Regions from separate parts of the Mus musculus genome. Here region 2 is linked to region 1. Evidence: chromatin contacts called from public Micro-C data. All regions are on one chromosome and are shown on one strand. The core of a region is the stretch at or near the end of the contact, and the rest is flanking DNA. Distances in the headings are between cores, read along the strand shown. Region 1 holds the start of Rflnb (refilin B). Region 2 has its middle 12 kb from the start of Gm46288.

Region 1 (4,168 bases), core at 539-3,038:
AGAATGGTGCTCAGAGGGTGGCAGTGTAGCTCTGGAGTCAGCAAGTCCCAAAGTAGGCACCTCCCAAACTGCCCCCACAACAATCCGCACTGAGATGGGGCGTGGTCCTCCTGGCCCAGCTTCTGAGCTTTCTCTGTCCCGACCTCCAGCTCTTCTGGCCTGGTGAAGCAGGAGGTTACCATCTCCTTGGAGCAACTGCTACCTTCCTGGTCATCTCTCCCAGTCTGACCAGTCCACTTTTCACACCCTCAGAAAGCACAGAGGTTTCTCCTCTGATGTGGGGGTCCAGTTCTGCAAGGTGTACAGATATTGAGGTCAACAGGGGTAGGGAAGTGTGACACCTCAGATTGTCCTTGCATTAGACACTTGTCCAGTACTGTACACTGTAGATTTTTGTAACCTATTCCCACCACCCCTGAATGAATGAACAACCTCCCAGTCCAGCCCCCTACAGGATGTATCCTCTGTAGAAGGAATGACCCTGGCTTTCTGTTCCTAGCAAGCTGCCTTCTATCCATCACATGATTAAAGGCAAGCCCTTCTCTCTCCGTATCAAAAATGATGGGTAGAGAGAAAGGAGGACTGAACTTTGCTGGTAGATCTAGTCACTCTGAACATATATATATATATATATATATATATATATATATATATATATATATATTTTAACAAATCTGCCCCAAGCAGGACAGATGTTCTTTGTTCTTGCAAAGATGTGGATTGGACCACGAAGGTGATCCAGGGAAGACTTCTGGTGGAGCACGTGGCACTTGGTGTTGACCCCGGGACATCTCCATGAGAGGAAAGAAAGAAAGAAAGAAAGAAAGAAAGAAAGAAAGAAAGAAAGGAAGGAAGGGGAAGGGGAAGGGGAAGGGGAAGGGGAAGGGGAAGGGGAAGGGGAAGGGGAAGGGGAAGGGGAAGGGGAAGGAAAGGAAAGGAAAGGAAAGGAAAGAAGAAAAGACAATGATTTTAGGCACACCCCAACTCAATTACTTCCCACTGAAGAAGAGCTTCTCTGTCAAACCTATCAGGAAGGACCACAGTCTGTTTGCTGTTGAGTTTAGGTTTTGTTTTGTTTGTAGAAGAGATTCCCTCTGATAGGACAGAGGGAGAAAGTTCCTGTGAGTGAATAGACTGTGGCCTCCATAAGGGGAATCTTGACTCCCTAAGAGAGCTGCTCTGTTTGCTGGTCTCTTTGGGAGATCCAAGCCTGTGACACCCTCAGAACTTCCCTGCCTGGACTGGCCACAGCCTGTTCAGCTGTGCCCGGGACCAGGGAGTGATCGACGCCCCCGGGAGTCCGGAGGAGTAGGCCCTCTCTCCTCCGGGGCAGACGTGAGAGCCAGAGCAGGCCCTGCTGAGCCAACAGGCCGCTGGAGCCATACGAAGCGCATTAAGTATTAATAATTTCCAGTTGTTTGCTCGTCCTCTCTCCCCACGCCCCCCCCCCCCCCCCCGCCCCCGGCCTCTGCAGACTGGGACTCCTTGGCTCTGGGCTGCCAGATCTAGAGATATTAGCACCTCTCGGGGGCCGGGGGACAGTGCATGGAGCAAGGATCGCCGTGGACCATAGGGACAGGGTGCGGGGCCGGACGAAGCCTCGCAGCTTTGCCAGTCGCGGCATGCCGGGGAGGTGGGAGGGGAGGCCCGTCGCGGGAAGATCGGCGCTCGGACGAGCTGGGCGGCGCGCGGCGGGAGCGCAGCGGCCCCTGGCGCTTGGCCTCTCGGCGGTCACCGCGGCTGGGCCAGCCCTCGGGGCGGGGCGGAGGGCGGGGCCTCGAACGAGCGCGGCCGCTGGCGACACCCGGACAACGCGCCGGCGGCGGGGCAAGGAGGGCAGCCCGGAGGGCAGCGGCCCCGGCCCGCGTGTGCGGCCCTCTCTTGCACTCCAACACCGCGGCGGCTGTGCCCGGTCCCGCCACACGTGCAGCTATGGTGGGCCGGCTGAGCCTGCAGGATGTCCCTGAACTCGTGGACACGAAGAAAAAAGGCGACGGCGTCCTGGACAGCCCGGACTCGGGGCTGCCCCCAAGCCCTAGCCCCAGCCACTGGGGGCTCGCAGCGACGGCGGGCGGCGGTGGGGAGCGCGCTCCGGTCGCAGGGACGCTGGAGCCCGATGCGGCGGTGACCCCTATAGTCCCGGTGAGTTGCCTCCCGCGCGGACTTCTCCCAGTCCCGGCCCACCCGCAGCCCTCCCCGGGGAGTCTCCAGCTTTCGCAGTCGGTGCGGCCACCCGCCCGTCGAGACGGCGTGGCCATCGCCGGGAGCCGGGGCGGGAGCGTAGCGAGAGAGCCTGGCCAGCTGGAGCCAGTGGCTGGAAAATTGTCATCGCCTGGGAGGCGCGGGAGCCCCGGGAGAGGCAAGCCGCGGTCTCCTCCCTTCGAGGTGGCGGCCCCCGAGGCTGCCAGGCTGCGGCTCGACCACATTCCTGCTGGGGCGGGCTGGGTGGGGCTCCCGGGACACGGACAGGGATCCCGGGCCCTCCCCACCCGGGGGGCCCACGCCCCGCGGCTTTGCTCCCAAAGCGGCCTCCCTCTGCCGGGACCTGGGAGAGGGGTGTGCTCTGGGCTCCTGGCGCAAGGCGGACCACAGCCTTTGGGGTTAGTCACACACAAGAGTCTTCAGGGTCTGGTAGGTCTTTTTTTCCCAGCCAGTGTTCTGCACTTAATGAGATCAGCGTCCTCCAGGTGGCCAGGGCTTTGAAAGTATTAATCCTTTTCCTTCTTTTCCTTTAAACTCTTTGCAAGAAAAACTCCCAAGTCTGTTTTGTCTTGGGATCTGTTCAGGTGATGATATTCAGAGCACAGCTCAAGAAAGGCCACATCCTGTCTACAGTAGAAGCTCAAAGTAAGACTGAAGGAGAGCTGTGACTGTGCCTCCCATGGGGAGGTCAGCGGCAAGTGTTATGCTTAAGGACCAAAATGGAGCTTTGCTGGTGTGGGGCCTTCTTGACCTACTGACCCTGTCCCAGCAAAAACCAGCACCTTTTATTTCCACTCCAAGGTGAAACTTGCTTCAGCTTGGTCTTTCAGTCTCTCTCATCTTTCCTGCTCTGACCACCGATCAGACACTCACTGGTGCCTCTGACATGGATTCCTGCACCTGACATGAACCTTGACCCTCTCACCTTTCCCATTCAAGTCCTGGTGGCCCTTCCTCACTATGTGGCCTCCTGGGGGAGCTTTCTCAGGCTTCTTCCAGAACCTGTGGCTTGGTGTCCAGGCTCAGTGTCTCTGTGTGGGTCTATCTTATCACTGCTGCTGACCCAATAGCGCACTGACTCTCTCCCACCCCTGGATACCCAGGGAATGTCTGTCTGGGGAGCAGGGATGGGGATACAAAGGAGGCAGGACAGGAGAAACCAGTATGGACACCTAGAAGAAAGATGTCTTGGAATTGTAGGAGAGCTCTGTGGCCTCACCTCATGCACACCCTCTGTCCACTTCCTTTAGCTTGAACTATATATCCCCTCCCCCACTGGTCTCAGTAAACTCCATCCTAGCCCTGGAATGGTACCCCAGCTCCCCAACATGCTTTTGGCTTTTGCATCTTCTGCTGGTAACACAGTAAAGATCCCTGAGCCAACCTCTTAGAAACACTTGCCTCCTTCTCTGTCCTAGGGGTGGGACTGCCTCTTCTACATCCTGGCACAAATGGAGTTCTTGCTCTTAAATTAAGCAAAGAAAATGACAGCTCTCGGAGAACCAGAGAGTACAAAGGGCTGCTAGGTCCTTCCACACTGTGTTTATCTCTGCACTGGAGCACAGAGGGGGACCAGAGAGGGTCACCTGAATTTGCCTGAATTTGTCAAAGCTGTATTCCACACACTAAGCTTTCTGGTTAGTGGAGGCCTGACCCAGAGCGAAGGCATCTCTGGCCTCCACTGTTAACAGTTGTGGGGACCCTCTGGCATGGATGGCGGCCGCTATATCAACCCCAGAGGCAAAGGAGATGGGGAAGCAGAGGTGGATCTTTACCTTAAAAACAAAACTCCTGGAAGCTTTGTCTCTTGGCATTAGGATTTAGCCTTTCTCTAACTATTGCTGGGACAACTGCGTGGGGGGAGGGGCTCTGCATAATTGAGGGTTCTGAAGAGTTAAGTCTGAGTTGTGGGGCTTTCTTGCCACAGGGCCCTCCCGTCAGTCCTGATGTGGACATAGTGTGTTCA
Region 2 (4,168 bases), core at 973-3,472, 590 kb before region 1:
TGTAGTTTGTTGGAGGCTAGGTGACAGAGGAGCAGGCCACCTCTGCAGATGGCAGTGATTAGTCCCATCTTACAGGTGCCTCTGAGGCTCTGTAGGAGCCAACCAGAGCTGTGTAGAGAGAGAACTTTTGGAGCTGGCACTGGAACACGGGTCTGTCCACAAAGCCGGCTCATGACATTCTGCTTGCAATGCCATACTGGGCCAGCCATACTGGGCCAGCTGTTCAGGGCCTGAGTTCTAGTCTTGTCTTGTCTCCTCTCCTCTTGTCTTGTCTCCTCTTGTCTCCTCTCTTCTTTTCTTGCTTTTGTTTTTGATACAGAGTTTCTCTGTGTAGCCCCAGCTGTCCTGGAACTTGCTCTGTAGACCAGGCTTGTCTTGAACTCAAGATATCCCCCCACCTCCAGCGCCTCTGCTTCCAGAGTGTTGGGGTAAAAGATGTGTGGCAACACCATCCAGCTCAGGACCTGATCTCTATACCTGGAAGCCTGTCACTTGGATTCTGCTGGCTTCTGATGGAGACCTTTTATTTTTAATCTTCATGGAAAATGCATTTCCTGCTGGATGCTCATGTTACCTCGCTCATTTGTAATTTGATGCTCTCTCTCTCTCTCTCTCTCTCTCTCTCTCTCTCTCTCACACACACACACACACACACACACACACACACACACACACTCTGTCAATGACTAATGAGATTGTTGCACTGGGAGAAATTCCTTGCATACAGGGATGTGTGTGAATAACTTAATTTAAATTGAACTTTCAGGGCTAGCTGTGATAAAATAATACTGCTCCTGTTGTGGAGCGATATTAAAATGTTTTTGCATGCCAAGTGCGGTGGTGCACGATTGTCATCCTAGTATTCGTGATGCTCAGGTGGGAGAATCAGGAGTTCCAGACAGCCTGTGCTGTGTCGTGAATCCTGCCACCAACACAGGACTTCTTGAGACGTACACACTGGTGGTTTGTTGTGCTTTGTGGAGAGTCCACACCGAGTCACTGACTCTCCAGGACTTGCCTGCCTCCACCGCTCGCCTCCACTGTCTTGCCCTCATCATTAATAGGAAGGTCTGGTTAACCTTCTCTCTATACAAGTATGGAATGCAACCAGCCTTGAAACCGATTCCTCTGGTCTATCTGGTTTTCCTCTGATTAAGAATAATTTTGTAGTTGCCTCTAGATCAGAGGTTCTCAACCTGTGGATTGCAACCCTTTGGGGCCGCATATCAGATACCCTGCATACTAGGTATTTACATTATGATTCATATCAGTAGCAAAATTACAGTTATAAAGTGGTGATGAAATAATTTTACAGTTGGGGTCACCACAACATGAGCTGTATTAAGGGTCTCAGCATTAGGAAGGTTGAGAACCACTGGCCGTCCCAGCACCCACACGGCAGCTCACACCTACCTGTCTGTAATTCCAGGGTTTCTGACACTGTCATACAGACATAATGCAGGCAAAACACATTAAAATAAAAATAAATTTTATAAAGCATTTATCATGTGTGTCTGTGAGGCTAGGCGCGCGCGTGTGTGTGTGTGTGTGTGTGTGTGTGTGTGTGTGTGTGTGTGTGTGTGTGTATGCCAGCCATGTTCATGCCTGGTGCTCATGGACCCAGAAGAGGGTATAGGATTCCCTAGAACTGAAGTTAAGGACTGTTATGGACTGCCATGTGGAAGCTGGAGACTGAACCTGGGTCCTCTATGTGAGCAGTAAATACTCTTAACTGCTGAGCCCTCTCTTCAGACCTCACTTTACTGTCTTTTAAATATTCATATAAACACATGTACTTCTTCTTAGGACTGGAGAGATGGAACACTTTTTAAAACATTTAAAACCTTGAAAAAAATCTTACTAACAATGATAAAACAAACAAGTCATTGTCTGGAAAAGCAGTGTGTCTGGTCAGCAGACAGAGCTGCAGGGTTGGGATATTTCCATGAGACAACTTTCCGACTTTCTCCAAGTTTCAGGTTCTTTGTCTGTGAGATGGAGGTGGCAGTGATGGGAGCATACCCTAGACTTGTTATGAAGCCTTCATGAGAAAATGTATGGAAATCACAGAGTACAACACCAGCTCATAGGTTTAGCGGCTCTTAGATGGCTCCCTTAGCTGCTAAGTCCAGAGTTTTCCAGTTGGCTGAGCCAGGCTCATATTTACATCTCCTTCCTGTCCCTCCCATCATCCCCTCTGTTTCTTCCTTCCACGTTGAACATGGAAGCCAGAGCCTGGTGCATGCTGGGAAAACATTCTATCACTGAGCCACACCCCCTATTTGCATCACATAAAGAAGCTCTCAGATACAGTTTGTTTTGTTTGTTTTCCCTCCTCCCTTCTTACTCAGTCTATAAATGTGTTGTTCCTTCAGAGGAGACCAACCTTGGTTGTTTGTGGTCTCTGTTCCTTTTCCTTCTGGTGAAGCCAGAAGCTGGGATTTCCATGGTTCTTGTTTTCCTCTACCTGCTCAAGCTAACATTCTTGATGCTGGTCCTTTTTATGTGCTCTTTTCTGGCATTTGAGGTGCATGCCCCTGAGTCCCTAAATCCCCAAATCTATCCTCTGAGGTCTGGCTCTTCCATAGAACCTGTATTGGTTAAAATATGGGCTTGCTACATAGGACATAGTCTAACGTTGGTATTTAAGCAAGGTGAGAGTTTTATTTATCTGTCATATGAAGGAACTCTGGAGATAAACAATCTGTGTGATCATGAGGGATTCAGGCTCTTTCATCTTTTTGTATTATGGTCCCAAACAGCTGCTGGAGATCCACCCATCACACTTATGCTTCAGGCAAGAATTTTAAGAACAGGGAAAAGAGGGAGTGGCAGTTGCTGGGTCTGCTATTTGAGAGGTTTCCTAGAAACTGTCATGTCTCTCATGACAGTTTCTGTTTTTAATCACATCAGCCTAGCTATCAGGGAGGTTGGGAAATAGAGTACTGAATAAGGGCGTACGACCCTCTCCAGTCAAATGGGGTCTCTGTTACAAGGAAAAATGGAAGAATAGAGAGTGAGCAGGCAGCTAGCAGCCTCTGGCACGAGCCTTTCCAACGACTCCATCCAGGCTGTGATGCTTAGAGTGAGCCCACACTGCACAATTGTTTTTATTATTATGCCATCTGTCAGTTCATTGACCCAGTGGACAAATGACAACAGAACCCCTTCTCTCTGCAAAGCACGATGCCTGTTGTCTTCCGAAGCATCACTCTCAAGTCAAGGGTTGGCTGGCTCCCTGAGGGCAGGGACTAGGGTCTGTTTCTCAGTAGTATTTTCCAAAGGCTGAGCAGGAGGCAGGCACTAGCAAAGCAACTATCACAACTCCAGGTGAGATGCTGGGGCTGGGGGGGGGGGGACGACAAAAACAAAATCCCCCCAAAACCCAAACAACAAACCCTACAACTTCTCTTCTTTAATCCTGTGCTAGACAATTGAGGTGTTTTGGGTCTTGAGGGTGGACGGTGAACCATCTCCAAACATCAGAGCTGCGCTGCTGCCCAGTTGTCCGATGTGGACACTGAGCTCTGTTTGCATATCAAACAAGATTTATGAGTAGAAGTCTCTATGCCCGCCAGCTTCCCTCACCACCGTTCTGCACGCAGCCGTTTCTGTCACATGCATCTCCCTTGTCATCTCTGCACCATATTAGCTGCAGAGAAAATCTGCAGCGTCTCCACCGTGAAAGTCGGCTTACTTTTCTTCCCGTTTGAGTCTTGAAATCATCTGCCTGAGACTAGTCTGTCTGAAGGTGGGTTGCCTCGAGCGCATGACACGTCTTGTGATTGCTGAGCAAAAGATAGCTTTAAAGGCTTATTGGCACCTGGGAGAGAAGGAACTAAAATATGCTTAGTACCTACTGTCTGCGCCGCGTGAAGCCCGGTTTCCCGTTGTCACTCTACTGCGCATGCCTGAAATCTCAGCCATTCAGAGGTGGGAGGGTCCGAAGCTTAAAGGTCAGCCTGCATAACTTAATGAGATTCTGCCTCAAAAGAAAACGGAAGGCTTAAGGGTTTAGTACTCCCTGGCAGAGTTCTTTGCTCAGTATGCAAGAGGATGACCTCTGTTCAATTCCTAGGATGGCAAGGAAAAAAGGGGGTGGGGAGGAAAGACGATGTTCCACAGACGAGGAAACTGGCTGCAATGGGTTAACTGGCCAGCCCCCAAG

Evidence for each region. Hi-C and Micro-C count contacts between places; a contact is called where the count stands out from the background.
Region 2: a Micro-C map of embryonic stem cells shows a contact between it and region 1, with 2.1 times the contacts expected there. The contact joins the enhancer-like site here to the promoter of Rflnb in region 1. A contact is called at or near these places in 1 of 39 promoter capture datasets (stem cell-derived epiblast-like cells), 1 of 484 Hi-C or Micro-C datasets (embryonic stem cells) and 2 of 115 datasets of contacts at active chromatin or transcription factors (microglia and pancreatic cancer cells).

Annotation. Positions count from the first base shown.
Region 1 is chr11:76,025,402-76,029,569 of GRCm38.p6, reverse strand. It overlaps Rflnb (refilin B), which reads left to right and starts at 1,788. Exons shown (of 3, transcript NM_029658.1): 1 at 1,788-2,142. The coding sequence starts at 1,933.
Region 2 is chr11:76,612,500-76,616,667 of GRCm38.p6, reverse strand. It overlaps a transcript of Abr not described here. Among named protein-coding and RNA genes, the nearest start is that of Gm46288, 12 kb to the left of the region's middle. Within about 2 kb of position 2,222, at least 29 of the 459 cell types and tissues checked have an H3K27ac peak or open chromatin away from gene starts, as enhancers often do. A contact at or near this core is called in embryonic stem cells, where this site is marked.